2 separate regions of the Triticum aestivum genome follow, and region 1 is linked to region 2. Evidence: chromatin contacts called from public Hi-C data. All regions are on one chromosome and are shown on one strand. Each heading gives the region's core, a stretch centred on a gene start, on an enhancer-like site or on the middle of the called end of the contact. The rest is flanking DNA. Distances are from core to core; before and after follow the strand shown.

Evidence for each region. A called contact is a pair of places that touch in the nucleus more often than the background predicts.
Region 1: a contact with region 2 is called in a Hi-C map of leaf, with 9 times the contacts expected there. The contact joins the promoter of LOC100682416 here to the enhancer-like site in region 2. A contact is called at or near these places in 5 of 5 Hi-C or Micro-C datasets (leaf, root and an unstated tissue) and 1 of 1 datasets of contacts at active chromatin or transcription factors (leaf).

Annotation. Positions count from the first base shown.
Region 1 is chr4A:563,153,534-563,158,642 of IWGSC CS RefSeq v2.1, forward strand. It overlaps LOC100682416 (BEL1-like homeodomain protein 4), which reads left to right and starts at 2,649. Exons shown (of 5, transcript XM_044508846.1): 1 at 2,649-2,997; 2 at 3,256-4,657. The coding sequence starts at 3,332.
Region 2 is chr4A:562,853,360-562,858,371 of IWGSC CS RefSeq v2.1, forward strand. No RefSeq gene overlaps it. Among protein-coding and RNA genes, the nearest start is that of LOC123086976, 160 kb to the left of the region's middle. Within about 2 kb of position 2,557, at least 5 of the 8 cell types and tissues checked have an H3K27ac peak or open chromatin away from gene starts, as enhancers often do. A contact at or near this core is called in leaf, where this site is marked.

The sequences.
Region 1 (5,109 bases), core at 1,399-3,898, 300 kb after region 2:
CGGTATGTTTAGCTTAAATATGATTTTGGAGGGTAGGCTTAAGCCTATTGAAGCCTCCCTAGTGGAATCGCGACTGCTCATAGGTGAGCAGTTCATGTTGGTACTCCGATTTTAAGAGTGGCATGGCAATATATTGTCACCCCTGAACCCAGTCTCAGCCAATCATTACTGAAATTGTGTGCCCTCGTGCATTCATGCATGCTTATACTTATTAAAGTATATAATAGTATCTCATAAATAAATTCCTATCTGCTGCAAGAAGCATTGCGAGCGAGGGTACATGACGGTATTGCACCATGCACGCACGCTGCTTTCCAGAAGTCAAGCATCCGCGTGTATATTGCAGGATCGTCGTCGACCCGTCCGGGGAGAGGAATCAAGAAAAAGCAACGTGAGAAGAGAAAGAAAAGAAAGGAAAGGAAAGGAAAGGAAAGAAAGTAACAGGAGTGAGGTCCCCGTGTGAAGGCCGAGGAGAAAGAGGAATAAGCAAAAAGCGCTCCCCATTTGAAGATTACCAGCGAGTCTCTCTCTAATCTAATCTAATCGCACGGAGGACTACGCTGCCTAAGCCGGTCGTTGGGCTGGGTCGAGCTAGCCTAGCCATGGCCATGGCGATGGTGGCCAAGGCCATGGTGGAGCATGCATGCATGCATGCAAGCAAATGGTTGCGCGAGAGAGAGAGAGCGAGCGGGAGCGGGACATCTTTTCCGCGGGGCGGGGCGGGGCGGGGGCCCACAGGGGAGGGAGATGGCTGCACTGCATGATCATCACTGTGCGAGACTAGGATCGAGTTGGTGCCGGGTCCAAATCACAGCGGCCCAATAATTGATCGGGACGCCACTGGAAGCGAAGCGAGGAAGAAGAAATGGGCGCCTCGCCTCACCCGCTCCCAGCGGCCGACAAGGCCCGCCCGTGGCCGCTATCCCGCGCCTGGACCACCGCGCGGCGGCCGCACGATCCCCATCCGACGGCCGCGGCGGCCCGATAAAGACGCACCAGCAAAGGCAAGCACACGCGCGAGGCGCGAGCAAGCCTCCAGCCAGGCCCAGCCTCCCTCCACGGCCCGCGCCGGCCACCTTATCTCTAGCCCCCTAATAATAATTAAAAACCACTCAAAAAATTAAAATGACTAACCTGCCCCCCGGTCCATCAGCCTCCGCTTGGTCCTGCCACGGAGAAAAGTCAGAGACGGCCGGGACAAATGTGGCCTCCTCCTCCTCCGTTATGTGTCTTGCTCTTCGTCTCTCTTTCCCAACTGCCTCTTAATTGCCCCACTGTTAACGCAACAAAAATGAAGCTCTCTTTTCCCACCAAAAAAAAATCATCAAAGCTCAAATTCAGCAAGCCCGTCGGGTCAACACGGACGCGAGCAATAAAAAATAGTACTCCGCCTACCGGTTGAGCAAATTAATTAATTAATTAATTAACCAAGTACGGGCTGTTAGGGAGATGGATTAATTAGGCCGGCGGCATGCGATGCACATGAAACACTGTCAACCAAAACAACAGATCGAGGGCGTAGATCGGCCCACGTCGTCGATCAGCCGGAGAAAAAGAAAAAAGGAAAAGGAAAAAAAAACAGAGAGGGAGAGGAGGGTTGCACCCACCAAAAAAAAATCAGCTGTGGCTAGGCTCCACTCCTTTTCCTGTCTTTTTAAAATTTTATATCTCCAATCCAAACCTAAAGGAGGAACGGAGCGTGACGGACATGGGTCGCGCGCCCGTTCAAGGCACATTAAAAAAGCCCCGGAATTTGCCAGGCATGGGTCAATTTGCTTCCGGCCCCGGGCCTTTCAAGTGCTGGTCAATTTCGAAATGAAAAAGAAAAGGCTGGAAAGACACGGAGAGGGACTCCTCCAGCCTCCTCGCTTTCTTTCTTTTCCCATCCGATCCCCCACACCCCTCTCCTCTCTGCTTTACGGCCAATTTATTTCTTCCTTCTGCCGGATAATGAAAAACACATCTCCATGAACATCTATATATGTCATCTAGATGCCGATGTTGTATGGCAACATGATGATACATGAAGCCGTAATTCTACTTGCATTCTTCTAGATCACATGTCTGGATTAGCATATTATCAACTACTCCCTCCGTCTCATAATATAAGAGTATTTTTTACACTGAATTAGTTGACGCCGAAACGGATGTAGGAGTGGTAAGACGGTAGTGGTAGAGAGTTGGAGAAGGGTGGAGGGGAGAAAGCAAGGGGAGGGAGACAAGTAAAAACAAGGGCACGACATCAGCAGCACCAGCAAATAATAACTTAACCGCAGCACAACAACGACGCTTGTTATTAAACGCGCAAGGAAAAAGGAACAGAAAAGGGGAGGGGGGATACCAAAGGAGGAGGTGAGAGAGGGCGACGACAACAGCGACGTTTTCCTAAGACCCAGCGCTCCCCTTAACCTCGGGCTCTGTCCAATTCCGATACCAATAATACTAGACATACAGGGTGATTGATACAAAACTTTACAGGAACAGAACGTGGCTTCATCTAACTGGCGCCCCCCTGATTTTCCCCCTGATTTTCACTGGTGGGCCTGCCCTTCTAATTAGATCTCTGCCAATCACACCCCAACAGCCCCGTAAACCCCCTGTAACTTCCTGTACGTCTAGCATTGCTCTTCCGATACATATCGGCAGCAGCAGCGGCGGCGGCAGGAGGGATCAGCAGCAGAGAGAAACTGAGCTGAGGTTTTTTTTTATATATATGCGAGGTGCAGCGGCGGCCGGGGTGTATATTAGCCTCCCCGCCCTTCCCCTTTGCGTCGCTCTTCCCTTTCAGAAGGCGATTGCACAGGGCGACCAAGAACTGCTGCTGCGCCCGACCGGACAAGCGTAAAAAATATAGAGATAGTCACCCACACCAGAGAGAGAGATAAAGAGATTTCGAGAGGGAGGGAGACAAGCGGAGACAGAGATGGAGAGGAGGTCGCTCGGAGGCAAGCCTTTCACTCCCTCGACAAGATAACGATGTGCTCCTCCTCATCTTAGGTAAGTGAGACGCAAAGGCTAAGCCGTGTTTGCTAGCTAGCCAGCGCGTCGATTCGATCGAGCTGTCCGTGCGTAATTCGATTGCGTGCTGAGGAGCTTGGGGAAGAGATTGGGATCTTTTTGATTTTTAATTTGTTTGTTTGAAGTTCTTTTAATTCTGTGGTTTTGGATTCTTGATCTTTTTCTTTGTTGGGTTCTTTTTCTTTCCTTTATCTCTGATGCCGCGCGCGGTTGTTGCCGATGATGAACTTGTCTCAGGTCGCTGCGGGAGATCGATCGAAGGGGATTTTTTCTTGGCGCCGACGACGACGATGATGACAGTGGCGCCGCCGGCATGGGGATAGCGGCGCCACCGTGTCAGCAGACGACCACGCAGCACGTGGGCGCACCCAGGAGCAGTGCGGCGATCTACGACGGCCGGCCGGCCACGGCGAGTTCTATGTCCCACTCCCAGGGATTCCACCAGGGCAGCAGCGGCGTCTACGGCTTCTCCTCGGATGGCTTCGACCGCCCGGGATCCAGCCAGCAGGACCAGCAGCAAGAGCACGAGCAGCAGCAGCACCACGTGGCGCAGCAGAGCCGACGCGACAAGATGAGGGTCCAGGGCTTCGACCCGGCCGCCGCCGCTGCCCACGGGCTGCTCCCTATCGATGGCGATGAGCACGTCGAGCCCGGAACCATGTACGACCACGCGGCGGCCGCCGGCGCCTCCAACATGCTCGCCGAGATGTTCAACTTCTCCGCCCAGACACCGTCGGGGCCTTCCGCCACCGAGCTGCTGGCCAGCCAGATGAACGCCAACTACCGCTTCGGGTTCCGGCAGCAGGCGCCGGGAGCGGTAGTAGCCGGCTTGCCCGGCGACGGCGGTTGGTTCGGCAGCGGCGGGCCTGGCCGCGCTGACGTGGTCCTCGGCGGGGCAAACTTATTAGGTGAGACGTCCTCGCCCAAGCAACAAGCAGGCGGCATGGCGGGCCTCGCCACCGACCCGGCCGCCGCGATGCAGCTCTTCTTGATGAACCCTCAGCAGCAGCAGCAGCAACAGTCAAGGTCGTCGCCGACGTCGCCTCCGCCGTCGGACGCGCAGTCGGCTATTCAGCACCACGAGGCGTTCCAGGCGTACGGCAACGCTGCGAGCTCGTTCGGCGGCGGCGGGGCCGGCGTGGTGGAAGGCCAGGGCCTCTCCCTCTCCCTGTCGCCGTCGTTACAGCAGCTGGAGATGGCGAAGCAGGCCGAGGAGCTAAGGGTGAGAGACGGCGTGCTCTACTTCAACCGACAGCAGCAGCAGCAGCAGCAGCAGGCCCCGTCGGTGCAACAGCTCCCGATGGCATTGCACGGCCAGGTGGGCGCGATGGGGCAGCAGCTCCACGTCGGGTACGGCCCCGCCGGGGTCGCCGGCGTGCTGCGCAACTCCAAGTACACGCGCGCGGCCCAGGAGCTCCTCGACGAATTCTGCAGCGTGGGCCGCGGGCAGACGATCAAGGGAGGCGGGCGCGGCGCCGGCGGCTCCTCGTCCAACCCTAACGCGAGCAAGGGCGGGCCCTCCAGCTCCGGCGCCGCCCAGTCGCCATCGTCGGCGTCCAAGGAGCCCCCGCAGCTGTCCCCCGCCGACCGGTTCGAGCAGCAGCGCAAGAAGGCCAAGCTCATCTCCATGCTTGACGAGGCACGTACCCACAAACACATTCCACGCACTCCTCCCTTTCGATCCCTCTGTCTTTCTCATGCATGCATGGCGGCGTCCAACTAGCAGCTAGTTCCGGCCGGCGCGGCGGCATGGCGCCGGCAAAGTTTAGGTAGGTTGAAGTGCAACAGACAGTAGGTGGCTGGCCGGTAGGGCTGGCTAGCCAGTACGGCCGCCCAGCTGCTTCAGAACCAACGAACGAGCGAACTGGCTCCTGTTTTTTTTACCACCAGCTCAGTCACTCACTCGGACCGGGACGTGGCATGCACAGCGAGGCGGCGGCCAATGGCAGCGCAGGCTGGGGCAGCCAGAGGTAGCGAGCTTTTGGGTGGATCGTCACGACGCAAACTCCAAGGGCGATATGAGTCTCCAATCATAGTAACATCCATCCGTCCCACGATCCGATTTCTTTCTTTTTGTGCGGTTGTTGGTGC
Region 2 (5,012 bases), core at 1,307-3,806:
GGATCAGAGACGGTGACGAGCACACGGGATCCATATCGGCGGCTCTCGCGGCTTGGCGAGGCGCCTCCTCCTAGGCTCCAGTGGTGGCACACTCAGACAGTGGCCGGTGCGCTAGGGCTCCTACGATGGCACTGCTGTTGCGGTTGGTCGCCGGATCTAGCCGGCTAGATCTGGGGCTTTGAAGGCGGTCGAGACGGTGCACAGGTTGTCGGGTGGATTACTTGGGATCCGGGTGCGAACATGGTTTTCGGTCAATGGCCAGAGCCGGTGATGACGATGCCCTTATCATCGTTTCCTTCATGAATGCATCATTGAGGTGAAGCTCCCAACTCCACTCAATACCTCCGGGGGAAACCCTAGATCAGCTAATCGTATGTTGGCGGCAATCATGTGTCGTTATCCCCTTGGGGGCGGCATTCTTGGAGGTGCACTCGGCCTCGCGGGACCAGCGGACGACATCTTTGGTGGACCGGGGCTTCATCCTACACATTGATGGCGGTGGATCTCGACGGCGTGGCGCAGTGCAGATTCAGCGTTCGATGTGCGAGGGTGGACTCGCGCAGGAGGACGACACTGTCTGGCGTCGTGGTGGCGTCGATGGCAGAGAGACCTGGCACGGTAGATGCAACAGTACAACTCTGAAGATAGATTGGTGGCAGGTGGCTGCGGCGGTCTCATACCCGGCAGGCGTCCTAGTTGAGGAGTGTGCCGAAATGATAGGTGCCCCGTACCCGGTAGGCATCCTAGTTGAGACCTCAGGTCTTAGATGTTTAGGTTTTGCTGTGAGGTCTGTTTGATATTAGGCTCAGACTATCAGCATCCCTTCATTAACTGGATAGGAGTACGACAGATGTTGCCTAGACGATGACTTTAGTCTTACTGTTGTATGACTTTGTAACGTCTTGAGTGAATAATTAATAAAGCGGCTGCATGCATCACCCAGATACAGAAACCGGGTGTCATTCTTTTTTTCTAAAAAAATAAAATAATAAACGTAACTGAACCTTCTTTCTGCCAAAAAAGATGAAGGAAAGGTTGCAATCATCTATCCTGATTTTGAACCTAAGATAATTCCACGATCACTCCACGATCGACCAAGCTCCAGGTAAGAAAATGATCGCTCGACCGGGGCATCCTTTCTTTGGCTCGATCACGTTCCCGCCATCCGTCTCTCTCAGCGTAGCAGATCAACATTTCCTTGCACAGACTCCAACGCCGCGGTACCAGGCTACGTACTGCGTGAAGGCTTGGAACAAAAGCGGTAAACGACAGCGCGGCTAGCTCCACTGCCGCCCGAATGAGACAGCTGCTCCATCCGATCCTCGCATACGGACGACGACCAAGCGATCAGCGCGCGCAACCGCCCGGTCGGTCAGTCGGCGCAGCGCCCAGGGATAGCTCGACAGCTCGCCCTCCTCGGAAACGGCGCATTCCCTTTGCCCCAGCCAGCTAGCCGGCGGCTCGATCCACGCCGACGCGCGCAGGTACGGCGTACAGCAGCGGCAGAGCGCGCCTTGGATCCACCGCTGCTCGCCGCACGCGGCACGGCAGGGCACGGCAGGGCCGCCTCAATTTCAAAAAAATTCTCCAGCGTCAGTGGCGCTCAAGGGGCGCAGGCATGCAAAGAGCGCGCTGCAGCGCGCAGCCAGGCGGATCCTTTGGCTGGCCGTGGCCGGATCATCATCGGCCCATCATTCACGCAGCGGCAGGCATGAGGATGGAAAGGCTACGTACCTAGACAACGTGAACCCAGGCCCGGCCCCTGCACCTGCTGCCGCGTGCTGTGCATCCGCTTTGTTTTGCCAGGGCGAGGGCCAGGGCCAGGCTACGTACGTACGCACCCTACAGAACGTAGCGGCAAACAGATTCCTCTGCGTCGCTGACAGCGCGAAATCCCACGCGCTGCTCCATCCTCCCTCGAAAACCGCTCGTTCGCAGACGATTGCCCCCGATCCGGTAAATTTCCCGTGAGGAACTGCAGCATCATATCATTGCCCATTCATTTCTTCATGCATGTCAAAAGAAGAAGAAGGAGAAGGAGCCAGCCAGTGCCGCATCCCGGGTCTGCACGCCACACCTGAACTTTTGCGACGTGCGTAGAGATAGATAGCCCTCCCTCTAGACTCTGTACTTCTTCGTTCAGTCTTCAGTTACAGCGTACGTAGATGAGCTGTTTTTTTCCCAGTCTATGTAGAGGAATTACTTACTGAATGCTGCAAAGGAAGAAGGGAGGTGGATGATGGGCCTGCATCGGATGCCGCCGGGGAGCTGCCAAAGGAGGCCCACACGCGCCGCTTCGTTCCAGGCCCACTGCCCGAGAGCCAGCCCAGAGGAAAAACAAGCGCAGCGCAACCACCAGCTGTATTTATTTTGGCACATGCATGCTATACGTGCTTATATACGCATAATTGCGTACAGATATTATGTAGGTGGTATAGAAACGTAGGAGTATATTGTTGGGTGGTGGTGGCCTGGGCATTTGGCACGTCGGGGCCGGCCGGTCCGGTCCCCCACGGCGTTCGGCTTGGCCGCACAGCTCAAAGCAGTTGTCCATCTCTTTGGGTCGGGGACGGGGAGGGACCAGATACCCTCAACTCCAAGCTACACACACCCGGCCTGGTCCCGAGTCCGGCCCGGTGAACCAACCAGAATCGCAACAACAAGTTGGGAGATCTCCTGTGACAAGCCCCTCCGGCCTTCCACCCATCCCACCCAATTCCTCAACCTACTCTTTCTAGTTCGTACTAAGCTATGAGAAGAAGAAGATTTGTCTCAAAAAAAAAAAGCTATGAGAAGATGGATTTTGATGGGAAACGGACGCACTTAAATACGTTCGGCACGTCCGTACCCTCCCTTTTTCTTCATCAATTACGTGCACGAGCATGGTCCATCCACTTAATTCTCGCATATATAATTCACCCATATTGTCGGGGGCTCAAATCAACAAAATCGTAGCTGCGGCCGCAGGAAACCATAAAATACGAGTGTGGTGTTGCATGTGCACGAAGAAGAGTTGTGTAGTATACAGAGAACATCTAGGCTAGCTCCCACATGCGAAAGAAAAGGAAAAACAAGATGTGTTGGTGCGGGGCGGGGAGCGCATGCATATGCATGGCGGCAGAGCGGCCCACGTTGACGGGATGCCGAATCGCAGCGAGGCGCTGTCGGCTTTAATAATTTATTATGACCAGTGCCGTTATGGGCCTGCCCGGCTGGCCTACCACGGCGCCAAGTTGTTGCACCGGTGGTGTGTACGTACGTGATTCCCCTTCCCCTTCCCTCTCTACACACACATCGCTTTCTTATCTTTAGTATTCTCCTCTGTTTTCCCCTGTGGCACCGCACAGCCGAGAGAGAGAAGAGAGTGACAGCGAGATGTGTGTGTATATGCAGCATGTGTCTCTCTATGTGTGTGTGTGTGTGTGTGTGTGAGAGGGAGAGGAGAGGAGTTAAAAGGAGGTGAAGAAATGGGGATGGGAATGTGGGCTGGGGGGCCAATAATGGGCCATGCAAATGCATGCAAGCAAGCAAAAGAGCAGCCAGGAGGGGCATGTAGCCCTAGTGTCTTAAAAGGGCTGGGTGGCTACTGAATGAGTGTAGTAGTACTACTGACTTGACTCTGAGGAGGAAAGTGACTAACTGGAGAAAGATGTTGGGCATGCCGCCAGGTGCCATGGCCATATCATAGATATGATCACCACACCACACCACACCACAGTGATTGAGGGCGCTGTGGGGGCTCATCTCATCTCGTCTGGTTGGTCAGATCAGCTCGGATGCGGCAAACTGTGTGGGCCGGCGCCCTCTTGCAAATGCCGGCTAGCTAGCTAGCCATGGCGCCCACACCTCACCATACTTGTGGTGCTAGCATCTGACTATCTGGTATGCATGTCTCATCTGCCCTACCCCAACAAGCAAGAATTGACCATTCAGAGCTCTACTTTACATGTTGTAGTTCATGCCTTAGTTTTCGCTTTCCATCGACCCCTCCCCTCTCCTCCCCATATCGGGCCCCAGCTTAGCTTCTCACACTGGATTTATCGTTCGCTTTGTACAAATGATAAGTAGATTTTTTTTTTGGTAGAGTGGTATTTTTAACACTGCATGACTGTAATTTTCTTCTTGTAGGGACTGACTGACTGACTGTATTAGGACTGGTATGCACCAGAAAAAAAACGTAATGGATAACAAATATCTAGCTATCGAGCGCTTGGAGTTATTGCATGCATCTAATTCTTCTGCAAACCAAGAATTGCTCCTGGTACAAAACTGATCACCCTTCTTCCAGTTCGAGAGTGTCGATCGGATAATCCGTCGCTCGTATTGATTACATTGACAAATTTGCCTGTCCAGATTGTTCAGGTGCACCAGATCGATCAGTCGACCCAACGAAATTATGAAGAGGAAGAAGAATAAGAAGAGAAACAATGACGCGCCATGAGCCTGTGGTGCAGAACAGCACCTGCACCCTGAATATCTAACCTGAGGAAGAAACCGTCAATTTAGCTCCCCATCCCCGGCCCCGGCCGTCACATCCTGTCCCATGTGCCTGAAAATCTTGAGAAGCACGCACATTCGCTCAGGCACACGGACATATCCAAGCACAGTCGCCATCGCTCAACACGTACGTGAATCGACCGATCCAGCCCCGATTAATGAATAACCAAGCAACCATTCGATCATGTGTGGTGTGGTTGTTCTCAGGCGGATAGAGCGCCATTGCCTATATGGCCATATGGGGCATGCTGCCCATAGCGCTTGGTACGACACGATACGATCCAGCCTTGTTTAATTGGCAAGTGCACCAACGTACGCATGCAGATGCAGGGACCGGCCTGCCCCTTTCTTTGCAAAGGAGGTTTTCTCCAATCGGAGGAGAAGAAACTGACGCATGATTGGGCGCACTACACACGCCCACGTCGACGGATCATACAAAAATGTGGTGTATGTGCAAAGGATTAAAGATAGATAGAGATATCAAAAGAGCCGGTTAAAAAACCCGGAGAATCTAT